2 separate regions of the Rattus norvegicus genome follow, and region 2 is linked to region 1. The links are chromatin contacts, called in public Hi-C maps. All regions are on one chromosome and are shown on one strand. The core of a region is the stretch at or near the end of the contact, and the rest is flanking DNA. Distances in the headings are between cores, read along the strand shown. Region 1 overlaps Slc14a2 (solute carrier family 14 member 2). Region 2 holds the start of Setbp1 (SET binding protein 1).

What was found. A called contact is a pair of places that touch in the nucleus more often than the background predicts.
Region 2: a Hi-C map of frontal cortex shows a contact between it and region 1, with 2.1 times the contacts expected there. The contact joins the promoter of Setbp1 here to the enhancer-like site in region 1. A contact is called at or near these places in 3 of 12 Hi-C or Micro-C datasets (the Rat2 cell line, Schwann cells and frontal cortex) and 1 of 1 datasets of contacts at active chromatin or transcription factors (oligodendrocytes).

Annotation. Positions count from the first base shown.
Region 1 is chr18:74,163,287-74,168,499 of GRCr8, reverse strand. All of the region lies in intron 2 of Slc14a2 (solute carrier family 14 member 2), which reads left to right. LOC102553338 (a long non-coding RNA gene) reads right to left here. Exons shown (of 4, transcript XR_361514.5): 4 at 1-1,422. Among named protein-coding and RNA genes, the nearest start is that of Slc14a2, 150 kb to the left of the region's middle. Within about 2 kb of position 2,424, at least 3 of the 93 cell types and tissues checked have an H3K27ac peak or open chromatin away from gene starts, as enhancers often do.
Region 2 is chr18:74,825,044-74,830,522 of GRCr8, reverse strand. It overlaps Setbp1 (SET binding protein 1), which reads left to right and starts at 3,068. Exons shown (of 6, transcript NM_001427626.1): 1 at 3,068-4,327. It overlaps LOC120098177 (serine/arginine repetitive matrix protein 5-like), which reads right to left. Exons shown (of 5, transcript XM_039097295.1): 5 at 4,015-4,758. The coding sequence ends at 4,015.

The sequences.
Region 1 (5,213 bases), core at 1,175-3,674:
TACAAGCATGAACCCAGAGAGATCAATAGAACGCAGTAAGAGATTCAGATATGAACCTACATAGCTCCGATTACCTGAATTTTGACAACAATGCCAAAAATGTAGATGCTAGAGAAAAGACAGCTTTCTTAGTTTACTCCGTTATACTAAGTACTTGGCAACTAGTATTTAGTTCAAATTTTCTAGTCACATCGCAAATGTTTTACAGTCAGTCACATGTGAGGAGACTGGCAGAAGACCTCCAGACTTCACTTCTGAAACCAATGCATCATATTCTAGAATCTGTTTTATTCAAAAGTGCAACAACTCACTAGGCCAACTTCTCCCTAAGAAGAGGCTTCGCCCCTGTGTTCACCCATGCCATAGTGTCCAGACTTGGTTATGTAGGAAGCATGCAGTCCATGAAGACGTTTTGCTTGACCACTTCTTGCCCACCCTAAAGAGGGACATCTTTTCCCTCGTCTTTTCCTAAGTTCATCTTCTTCAGCCTACTGTACCTTCATGGGATGTGATATCACATTAGGAGTTTTTAGGCTGTTTTTTTCTTTTGTCAAGAGCATAAGATTTTATCCATTTCATATAAGCTTCAGTTTGCGCCCCCAGAAGTTCAACTTCCTCTTTTTCTTCACAGCAAGCAGTTCCTACAACCATCCTTCATTTCCCCTCTTAAAAACCCATCCATCATCTCCACACTCCCTCTGGAGCCAACTTCAGACTCTTCTCAGATTTAGAGGCTTAAGTGGAGCACCAGTGTCTGATAGAGAACCCTGGGGCCACTATATCAGATGCTCCCATTTCGACACACCTATAGATCTCAGGCTTGTGTTTATAAAGGGCCCTGAGAAAAAATGGCCTTTGGTCAAAGTATTAAGTGTCTCAGGAAGAGTATAGTACAGTGGGTAAGAGCTCAGGCTCTGGGATCAGACAACCATGATGGAATACCAGATCAGCATGGGAAAGGTATGTAAATCCTCATTGCTTCCACAGCTGTGAGGTGGAGTGAGACAAATCAAAGTCAATTTCCTTAGAAAGTGCTGACTCGTAGAGGCAGTCAGTGTCACGAGGCTATTAACATTGGGGTGTTTCAGTTGTGACCTTCCATTACAGGGTCCAACCAGAGAAAATACTGAGCCCCTGCCTCACTGTGGTTTGTGTCCTACAGGAGATGATTTCTTTTATGCATTAGACACCTGATCTCATGCTAATTTCCAAACCTTTTGGTTGTTGTCCTCTTGTAGTCCTAACCCTGGCATCCTTCTCCTCCTCCACTTTCCCATATTCTCAGCTGACCTTCCCCTGCCTCCTTGAGAGCCCAAGTACAGGCCTTCACAGAGAGCTCCACAAACATCTGCTGAAAGAGGGTCTTGTCTTCATGCTGCCCAAAGTCGCTCTCAGGCAGTTTGCAAATAAACAATCTCTCTCCTGGAAGAAAGAACAAATAGTTCATAATTGGCAATCTGCATAATGAGTAATGCATCTATGCAAATATAACATTTGCAATAATCTATTAATATCTCAGCTGTGATGTCTGTGGTCCACCACTTCTGGCTAAGGGGCCAGAGCCAAATATTTTTTTTTTTTTAATTCCTCTTGAGGTGAGAAGAGAGAATGAAGAGCCGCCGTTTCCTTGGGGCTCTAATTAGCGATCTAGAGACCACTAGAGTTGGAAGGGCTTTCAAGGGCTCTTCAAGCCTTCCACCCATGCTCCAAACTCTTACCCAAAGGAGGCAGAAATATTGAGAAGACCCCTGAGATTATTCACTGTGAGAGTCAAACCCAAGGTAAAAATTTCAGCTGTGAACTCTGACACTTGGCTCCTCCCTGAGATGCTAGAATGTCTCTCCTGCTGCTGCGGCTTTTGCTGCTGTAAACCATCCTCTCAGATGGAATTATCTCTAGCTTCCCCCACATTCCACCCCTTTGGATCTAACTCCTTTCGCTGATCTGGACCTCTGATCAAAGACCCAGCCCTAGGTCTATAAGACAAGAGGAAAATAAGGTTCAAGCCCAAAGCATCTGATCAGCATAGCCTTCTGTGAGTTAGCCTGAAGGTCACACACTGGGTTGGGATGAGACCCTTCCTCTGAAACTAGTCTACACACACACAGAGAGAGAGAGAGAGAGAGAGAGAGAGAGAGAGAGAGAGAGAGAGACAGACAGACAGACAGACAGACAGACAGACAGAGACAGAGAGACAGAGACAGACAGATAGACAGAGAGAGAGAAGAGAGATTTAAAGATTCACACTTACCAAGCAATTCCTGTTACTGCTACTGAACTATCTATCAGTGTCAAGGGGGCTTCAGAGCAGGGTCTGTACACAGCCTATAAGTGCACTTTCCTAATCTCCCCCCTCTCTTTCCTTTCTCTCTGACAGACCCTAAGCAACCTCTCCACCTCATCCTGTTCCCTTTCCCTAAAGGCAGCAAGAGCCTCATCATCACCCAAAATATCTAGCAAGCAGCAGCTCTTGCCCTACTGCACAAGCTTCACGAGTGACAGCAAGGACTTGGGTGGTTGGAGCCATCCTCTGGAGGGGATGCTTACGAGGCAGCAATTGGTGTTTCTTTCAGGGCCAAAGAGATGCTGACATTTTGTTAGACACAAGCGGGCTTCTGAGTCACGTGAGCTCCTGACTTCTCAGAGCATCTGCTCCTGCCCCGCCCTGCACGCACCGCCACCTACATTGTGCAGTTTGCATCTCACCAAGCTGTTTGTGTCCCTTTTGAAGTCTCCGCAGTGGATATTTCTGTCTTTTTGAGGTCCTGAGATCCTCGTAGTGTCTGCCCTGGATAAATGCTTTTTCAAATATTTAGCAAATGATAGTATTAAAATGTCCTAGATCTCTCACGACTTCAATTTCTGCACTCAAAATTTCTCTGTTCTGCCTCCGGCGGTATTGAGGACCACCTAGGTACTCAGGTTCCACCAAATCTTGCTGAGAGTTAAAGAATGTAGCCCTAGTTGGTAGAGCAAAAGGACTTCAGAAAAAGAGGGAGCATTGCTCACTGGAGCGTTTTAAGAAGGCGCTCAGTGGCGATGATATGAGAGGAGGTGAGGCAAAACACAGCTTTAGTGCGAGGATGATAGCCTGTTTGAGAAGGACAGAGATCCTTATGCTACAGATCCTTGATCTCCAAGTGTTGATAAAAGACCCTGACAGCAAGACTTCTAGCTTCACTCTTGTTCATAGGTTCAGCCTACACACACACACACACACACTACCCACTTCCAAAACAGCTCCTTGTCTCTCCTGTCTTACTAAAGCACGTCAACCTGTTATCCTCTCAGATATGCTTAGCTTTTTTTTTAAGCATGAGGTTCTAGGATCAAAGTCCTATTTTACCAGCTGAGAAACTGCCCCCAACCGGATGCTTTCCTGTTCTTGTATAGCATTGCCTTCTACCCACATGTCTTGTAAATCCCCGGTTACCTTACATTTAACACACTAGCTTTCAACAGCAAGTACATAACCTCTCAGTTTGAAATCCTAATGACACCAAAAACTTTGTATCTGAAGCCGAGCCCTTTTGATTTTCTCTCTACCCAGCTCATGCCGTCCTCTTTCCATTGGCCGTTACCTCATTTATTCCAAAGCCTAAGCCTCATGGATTCTCCTTCCTCGAAATGTCAAATCCATCCATGTCGCCTGTCTACCTCGTAGTTAGATATTCTCTACTTCCTAGACACCTGACTTGTTCTCTTACTTCTAACACATCTCATTCTGGGAAACACCTTTTCTATGTGCTGGCTAAATATATCCATCTTCTCTGGTGAGCACCTTTCATGATCCCTGATTATCCATTAAACTTGATACCTTGCTCTGGGCATGCAACCTTCTGTTTTCTCAGTTTTCCACCATTCCTTGAAACTACTCCGTCTCCCAATTGTGTGGATCTCTGCTGTGTCTCAAAGAAACCTCATGCCCTCTAATTTCTGTGCCTTGTTTATATGTCCTCCTAGAAGACCCTACCGCTCACATCCCCTGTAAACATGTACACAACCTCTAACAGGTCCATGAAGTTGCGTTTCCATCTTGAATTCAGAAGTAAGCCCAATCCCTGTCTCCATCTTTCTCCCCTAGGGCACTTGGATATTTTACTTTAAATATGGTTATTTATCTGTAGGACTTTAGGTTGCTAAGGCTAGAGGCTAGGTCTCATCTACCTCTGAATTCTCTGGAGTATTTAGCACAGTGCCTTAAAGGTTTCTATCAAGAAATGAACTGAACTAAACTCAATTGAATTACTGGGAAGAGATCTGAAGGCTACCTCTTTTATTCCCAGCCTCTAGAGTAAAACATTTAGAGAACTGCCTCTTGAGAAGGACCTACGAGCTATTACAGAACTATTAACATTTAGAATTGGAGTTGAGTGGTCATCCCTTACCTCTTGTGGAAACGGACTTCAAAATCCTCTAGAAATGATTTGTATAGCTCAGATAAAATAATAAGAGACTGAGTGATCCAGCAGACAGTATGTACTACGAGGTATAAATTGTCCTGAATTCTGATTTATTTCTCTATATGGCATCTTATTAGTGGACTGATGTGTTACTTATGCTTGTGACAAGTTAAAAGTAGATTATAATACCACTTTCCTCAGCTTTCAGATGCTGTTGGAATTCTATGAGGAGAAAGTCTATGTCTGTTTGATTTGCCATTTTTTTACAGAGTCCAGAGCATATACATCATATTTTCCACATGCACTTTTGCCAAGTGAATCTGAAAAATATCCTACCTGCTTAGAAAGGTGATTAAATTGAAATTTAAAAAAGCAAATCATCATAAGTTTTAAAAACTGGAATATAATTGCACCCTTACAAACCCTTGAATTTTTCACCCCGTCCTTACTCTGACCCAGAGCCTACCTCAGTACCCCAAAGAGTCAAGGTGGACATGTTAGAAACAAAGCAGCCACATGATTTTCTACATGGATCTATTCTCCTGTGTTTTCCACAAAATATCCTCCAGGTTATACTTAAATTCTCTGAGGAATGAGAGCTTACTGCCATAAACACAGTCAGGCAGTTTTCCACATTAAAAAGACAGTTCCTAAATTGAGCCCAAAGTTGGCTTCTTATAAATTCCACCCACTGGTCTTAATTCTGTCTCTAAAGCAAAGTAGTGAAGGTCTATTTTCTCTTCTGTGCGATGGCCTTTCCTACGTCTGAAGGCAGCTCTCACATTTCCAACACGTGGGATTAGTCTCCAA
Region 2 (5,479 bases), core at 1,819-4,318, 660 kb before region 1:
CCTTTTCTCAAAGCAGAATGCGAGGCCTAAGTCTAAAACCAAGTCTCCTTGATGACTGGATGAGTGAGTTTTCCATTCTGTCACAGAACAGGCTTCCCACTTCTATATTTCCAGAATTGTCCCTTAACCTTAAGTACAGCACAGCCAGTCCTCCACTGAGGCACCTATGACCCCCTTACCCCCTTCAGTTGGATGTATTCTCCATTACTGTGGCCTAACTCAAGACGAGTTCTATTCACACACTCCCCACAGTACGGAGACATGTCACGTGGCATGGGAAAGTGTTAATGCTGAGAGCATTTGAAGCTGAACCCCTTCAAGATGGAGAAAATCAAGGTGGATCCCAAGTCACAAGAGTCTACCAACTAATTCTCTCTAAAATCAGAAGTATTCCATAAAAGCATGCTGGCTCACCTTGCTGACGATAAGAATAACTCTTGTATTTGGACCTGGGAAGGGTAGCAATTGATTCTGAGCACTGCATTATACTGTGTGAGCTCAACCAAAGGAGGAACAGACGGAGTAGCCTTATTCCTTCCTACCTGTGAAGACGGTGGGAGCTGTTCTTTCAATTTTGAACTAGATTTCAAATTTACACATATGAAATAAGTTCCCAAGTGCTGTGGGATGCGATCATCCCATATGTCCTTGCATCATTCCCACATAGACTCTTGGGTAAGGGCTACCTCAGTGTGACTGTTTTCTAGGATGAGTACCCAGGTGCCCAGAGCATAAACAACAGCCCAGGTGACTACATGGTGGTGTCAGAGGGAGAGAGAGCCTCACTTACGTTTTCTAACAAGGTCCATGCAAGGTAAAACTCAGTCCTCATGAATTTTACATTTTGTTGAGAAGATACATGAGAGAGAGAGAGAAAGAGAGAGAGAGAGAGAGAGAGAGAGAGAGAGAGGTGTTCAACAGAAGAGAAGAAATATGTATGTTAAATGCACAAAAACAGTAAGTTTGCAGCAGTGTTAAAGAGACATGACCCCTGCTCGTCTCTTCTGCATCTGTGTACTGTACGCCCTGTAAGGATCTCATCTCTGGTCTGCCTGTACTGAGTTGTGCAGAGGAATTAATGAGCCAATGGTTCCCTCTCAGCTGTGCAGTCTATGAGAGGGTTGGTGCTGTGGCCCGCCTGCACCTCTAGCTGCATCCATGGTTTCAGCGCCTCCTCTACACTACACAGTAGCTTATTGACCACACGATGCTGAAAATTAAGATGTGTAAGTGTAAAAGGCACATGCCTTGTGCGTTCTCATCTGCTGCTCGATCACCCTCTCTCAATCCTGCACATCACTGTTTGCCCGTTGACTGCTCCGTCGGCCTGAGACTTGCTCCCCTAGGCTTTAGTGCGGAGGCCATCCAAAGGTGACCTATTACGGAAGTAGATGAGGGGAGGTGTCAGGACATTCAGCTAGTATTTGGGGAAAGTTCTATGAGAACAAGAGCTCGACAACCCAGGAAAGTGGTTCGGTTTCAATGACTCCTCCATTATTCCATTTGCATAGCATTATTTTCATAAGGTGATACACCAGCATAAATTAAAACGTGTGAAGAGACTGTGAAAGTTTCTCTACATAGATAAGACAAAGGAAGAATGTCCCTTCTTGCCTTCTTCCCTTCTTTCTCTTCTCATAACTAAAGACAGGCTTTTAAGAAACCCTCAGTGAGAAGACAAGGGACATAGGGTCCATTCGTGACTTTAATTCTACGGCTTGGGCTAGTCTACCGTTTCCTCAACATTGTGCTGACGGAAGTCCACTAGGTATTCTCCCAGGTGAACACCATCTCTGCACTCATTTATACTTAACGAGCTATTGTAGTGGATTTTGGAAGAAGGAACAGGTTTCTTCTATTTGCTTTCAAAGCGAGGAGTCACGGGATGGAAAAGAAGACCCTGTACACAAACCAGGAAGCGTGCTCCCCTCCCCCTTCTGATTATGACATCTGCCAGCCATATAGGGTGGGAAAGCCATTCCTATTTCTGAGTGGCCTTCTCCTTTGAGAAGGGACGGGAAACCTACTGGATGCTACTACTGACTTAGATTCTGTTCTGTTTAGGTCTAGGATTCAGAAGTCTGGGAGCACAAGCTCACGGCCATTTGATCCAAAGTACGTTTGGTTTTGACCTTGCTTCTGTGCCTTGGTTTCTGTCTCCTTTAGCAGTCTATCCACCCTACTCTTTTTTTTTTATAATTAAAGATTATAAAAAAATAATTAATAATAACGTCCCAATATGAACGAAGATAAAAGACCTGTTGAAATGCTACCCTGAAGTCTTTCAGTGACAGCTTTGGGAAAAGTTCGTGTCCAAACAGAGCCGTTCTCTGAGAAGTAGACCACGGTGAAACCAATTTGATTCACTTTGGAAACTCCAGGTAAAAGGGTAGCCTGAGCGTAGTTCTGTGGTAGCATTCATACTATCAACTAACGCAGGACCGTAGTAGCTGGTAGGCTTGGTGAAAGGAAGCCCTCTTGCTCACCTCTGGGTCATTCCATTCGTCAGTCCAAACGACCCCAAACTCTTAGAAAACATGAGATCCAGGAACCCTCTCAAAACTCCCATTTTACTGGAGGTTTAAAAGAGATCCATTGTAGGTGCCCCCCAAAACCATCACATTCACCTCATTTTGTCACAGGGCATCGATAGAAACCTGAGGGGTTTCATTGCTCAGTTGTCCTGGAAAGACCCTTGTAACCCAAATACAGATTCTCAGAGGGATTTGAAACAGCGCCGTATTTTATTTTATTTTATTTTATTTTGTCAGAAAGGAAGACGTTGCTCTCATGTTGTTCACTTCTGCCACCCTGTATGTCAATGTGCATTTGTCATCCCTGTCTGGTCCTTGCCTTCATCAAGGGTCCGGTTCTACTGAATAATGAGAGATGCTGGTGAACGTCTGAATGCAAACAAGTAGCTTAACAAAAAATATAAATCTCTGGAAGTGAAATGTAATTACCAGGTTTAAAAAAAAAAAAAAAAAGAGCACCCATTTAGGAGAGCCTATCACGTCTCGCGTCTCTTCACGCAGCTAGCTCCCCCCAACACTGCTCCTGTTGTGTCAGATAGTGGCAGTGTTGAGCCCGGGAACCGGCGCCCAGCCCGCGGCGGTCCCCGCGGCCGCACAGTCTCCGCGGCAGACTCCGACTCGCTGGAGCTACTGGGCCGCGAGGGCACTGGGGAGCGGGAGGGGCTCCGGAGCGGCGAGGGGTCCCCGATCCGCGTCCCCGAACTGTTTTCCTTTCCCCTCCGGCAAGAACCCAGATCCCTTCAATTGACCGAAATCTACCCAGGGGGGCGGTGGAGGGACAGAGAGGTCGTCGGCCGCTCACTGGCTGCGCCTCCTTGGGCTCCGGCTGGGGAGCGGCCCGGGCTCGCGGGGCGAGCAGTGTGGGCTCTCGCGCCCCCTCCGAGAGAGATCGCGGGGTGGCAGTCCCCGTCGGCTCCGCCGCGCGGCCGCTTCAATCCTCCCCCTCCCCCGCGCACGCCCTCCCCCTTCCTTTCAGTAGGACTCCGGGACTCCGGAGAGGGCGCGGGAGGCAGGCACACGGGCCCGACCCCACTCCAGCGCTCGCCGGGGACGCGGGCGGGCGGCGAGGGGACGCGGAGGGGGCGCGGGGCGGGCGCGGCCATAGAGCGGCGGCGGCGGCGGCGGCGGCGGCAGTAGCGACCGCGGGCGGACCAGCGGCGGCAGGGCCGGCGGGCGCCGGGAACCGAACTGCACAGCTCAGCAAAAGCGCCCCAGCCCTCGGCGCGCCGCCTCCTGCGAGCCCAGCCGGGCAACATTTTGTAACCCTCCAATCCATCCTTTGGAGAAAAGGGAAAAAATAGCATTGAACGGAGAGATGGGGAAATCTAAATAATATATATGTACATATGCATATTTATGTATATGTACATATATGTATATTATATTTGGTTCCTGCTAAAATTAGCCGGGCTCGCCGCGCGCCTGTGTGCGAGTGTGTGCGAGTGTGTGTGCGTGCGGGCGGGCGTGTGTGTGAATGTGATTACTCCAGGACTCCTCGGGCTCCGGAGACGCCATTTTCCCCCTTGATATCTCTCTCCGTAAATCGGTGGCGCGGCGGAGGCGGCCGCGGCAGGCGGGAAGCGCGGGGCTGGCCGGGGCGCTCGCCGCCGCCTGCGCGCCCGGGGGCCCCGGCGCCCCCCGAGCGAGGGCGGCCCGCCCCGCGCGTCGCCGTTTGACAGATGCTCGTCGCTATGGAGTTGCCGCAGCAGCACCTTTGGGGGCTCGGACGAGCGACCGGAGGCGGAATCTGAGCGAGCGCCCGGGCCAGCGGAGCCGGAGCCGCCGGGACATGGGTGAGCGAGCGCGGCGACCTTGGCGCGGGAGCTGGGGCGCCTAGCCTCCCGCCGCGCCGCGGGCCCAGCGCGCCCGGGGCCGGGGGCGGTGTGTGCCATGCATGCAAAAGTTCACGTCGCCTTGCCGGGGCTTTGACTTTGCACTGGGCTGGAGTAGGGGTGGGGGGGACCCGGCCAAGGGGGCGGGATGCAGGTCCCCGCGAAGCTGCGCGGGGATGGGCGCGATTCCGCCGGCTGGTGGGTCGCCAGTGGTGCTGACTTAACTGGAGTAGCCCGTTGGTGGCGGTGATGGTGGTAGCATGGGGCTTGGAGGGCTGGGAGCTTATTGAGTTTCGGCTAATCTGATCCCCTCCCCACCCCCTCCTTCTACACCCTCCCTTGGTCCTGCTGCCGGCTGCCTGGGCTGGCGGGTTTGGCTTTGGTGAAGTGGACTGGGGAAAGGGAGGGGGTAGGGAAAGGGGTGGGGAGGCGGCAGGATATTTTTTCCCCTCTCTTTGTAACTTGCAGGTTAAGTGGAGCTAGAGAGCTACATTGTAACCTAGTTGGATTGGGAGGGGGGGTGTTAAATGTATCAGAATCTAACGTGTCGTTAATAGAAGAACAGGCGAGAAGTGGTCCAGCCAATGAAGGTTGGTGTGTGCTTGCGTTCTGGCCGTGTGTTAGTTTTTCTCTTAAAAAAAAAAAAATCGTAATCAGTGGATTTGAGTCTCTTTCTTGTGCTTTCTGGGCTGGGGATTGTGAAAAGGCAGGAATTCCCTTAAAAGCAGAGAATGCCCCTTTGAAAGCACGCATTGTGTGCGTTTGTACAGGAGCAGAGGGCTTGGGAATTAACGGCAGGCTTCCCTTTCGGTGGTTTCCAGTGGGAAATCACTCCGGAAAGGAAGCCCTTCAGTATGGATTTATTGTTTTTGTCTTTCGAACCATTATCTCTTTGACCAAAATACTGTCTGCGAAGTTCCTGAGAATCCAAGTCAGGTAAATTGGAGTGGGCAGATCTGTAGCCAGACAGTGATAACGGGGACGCTGCATTTGGTGTCGTGATGGAAGCATTGCTGGGTAATTGCAATTTCCGATCAGTAGAGCATGCTGCTCCTAAAAAAAAATAAGTTACTGCCGAAATGCTATCTTCTACTCTGACACTCTCCCATCTGC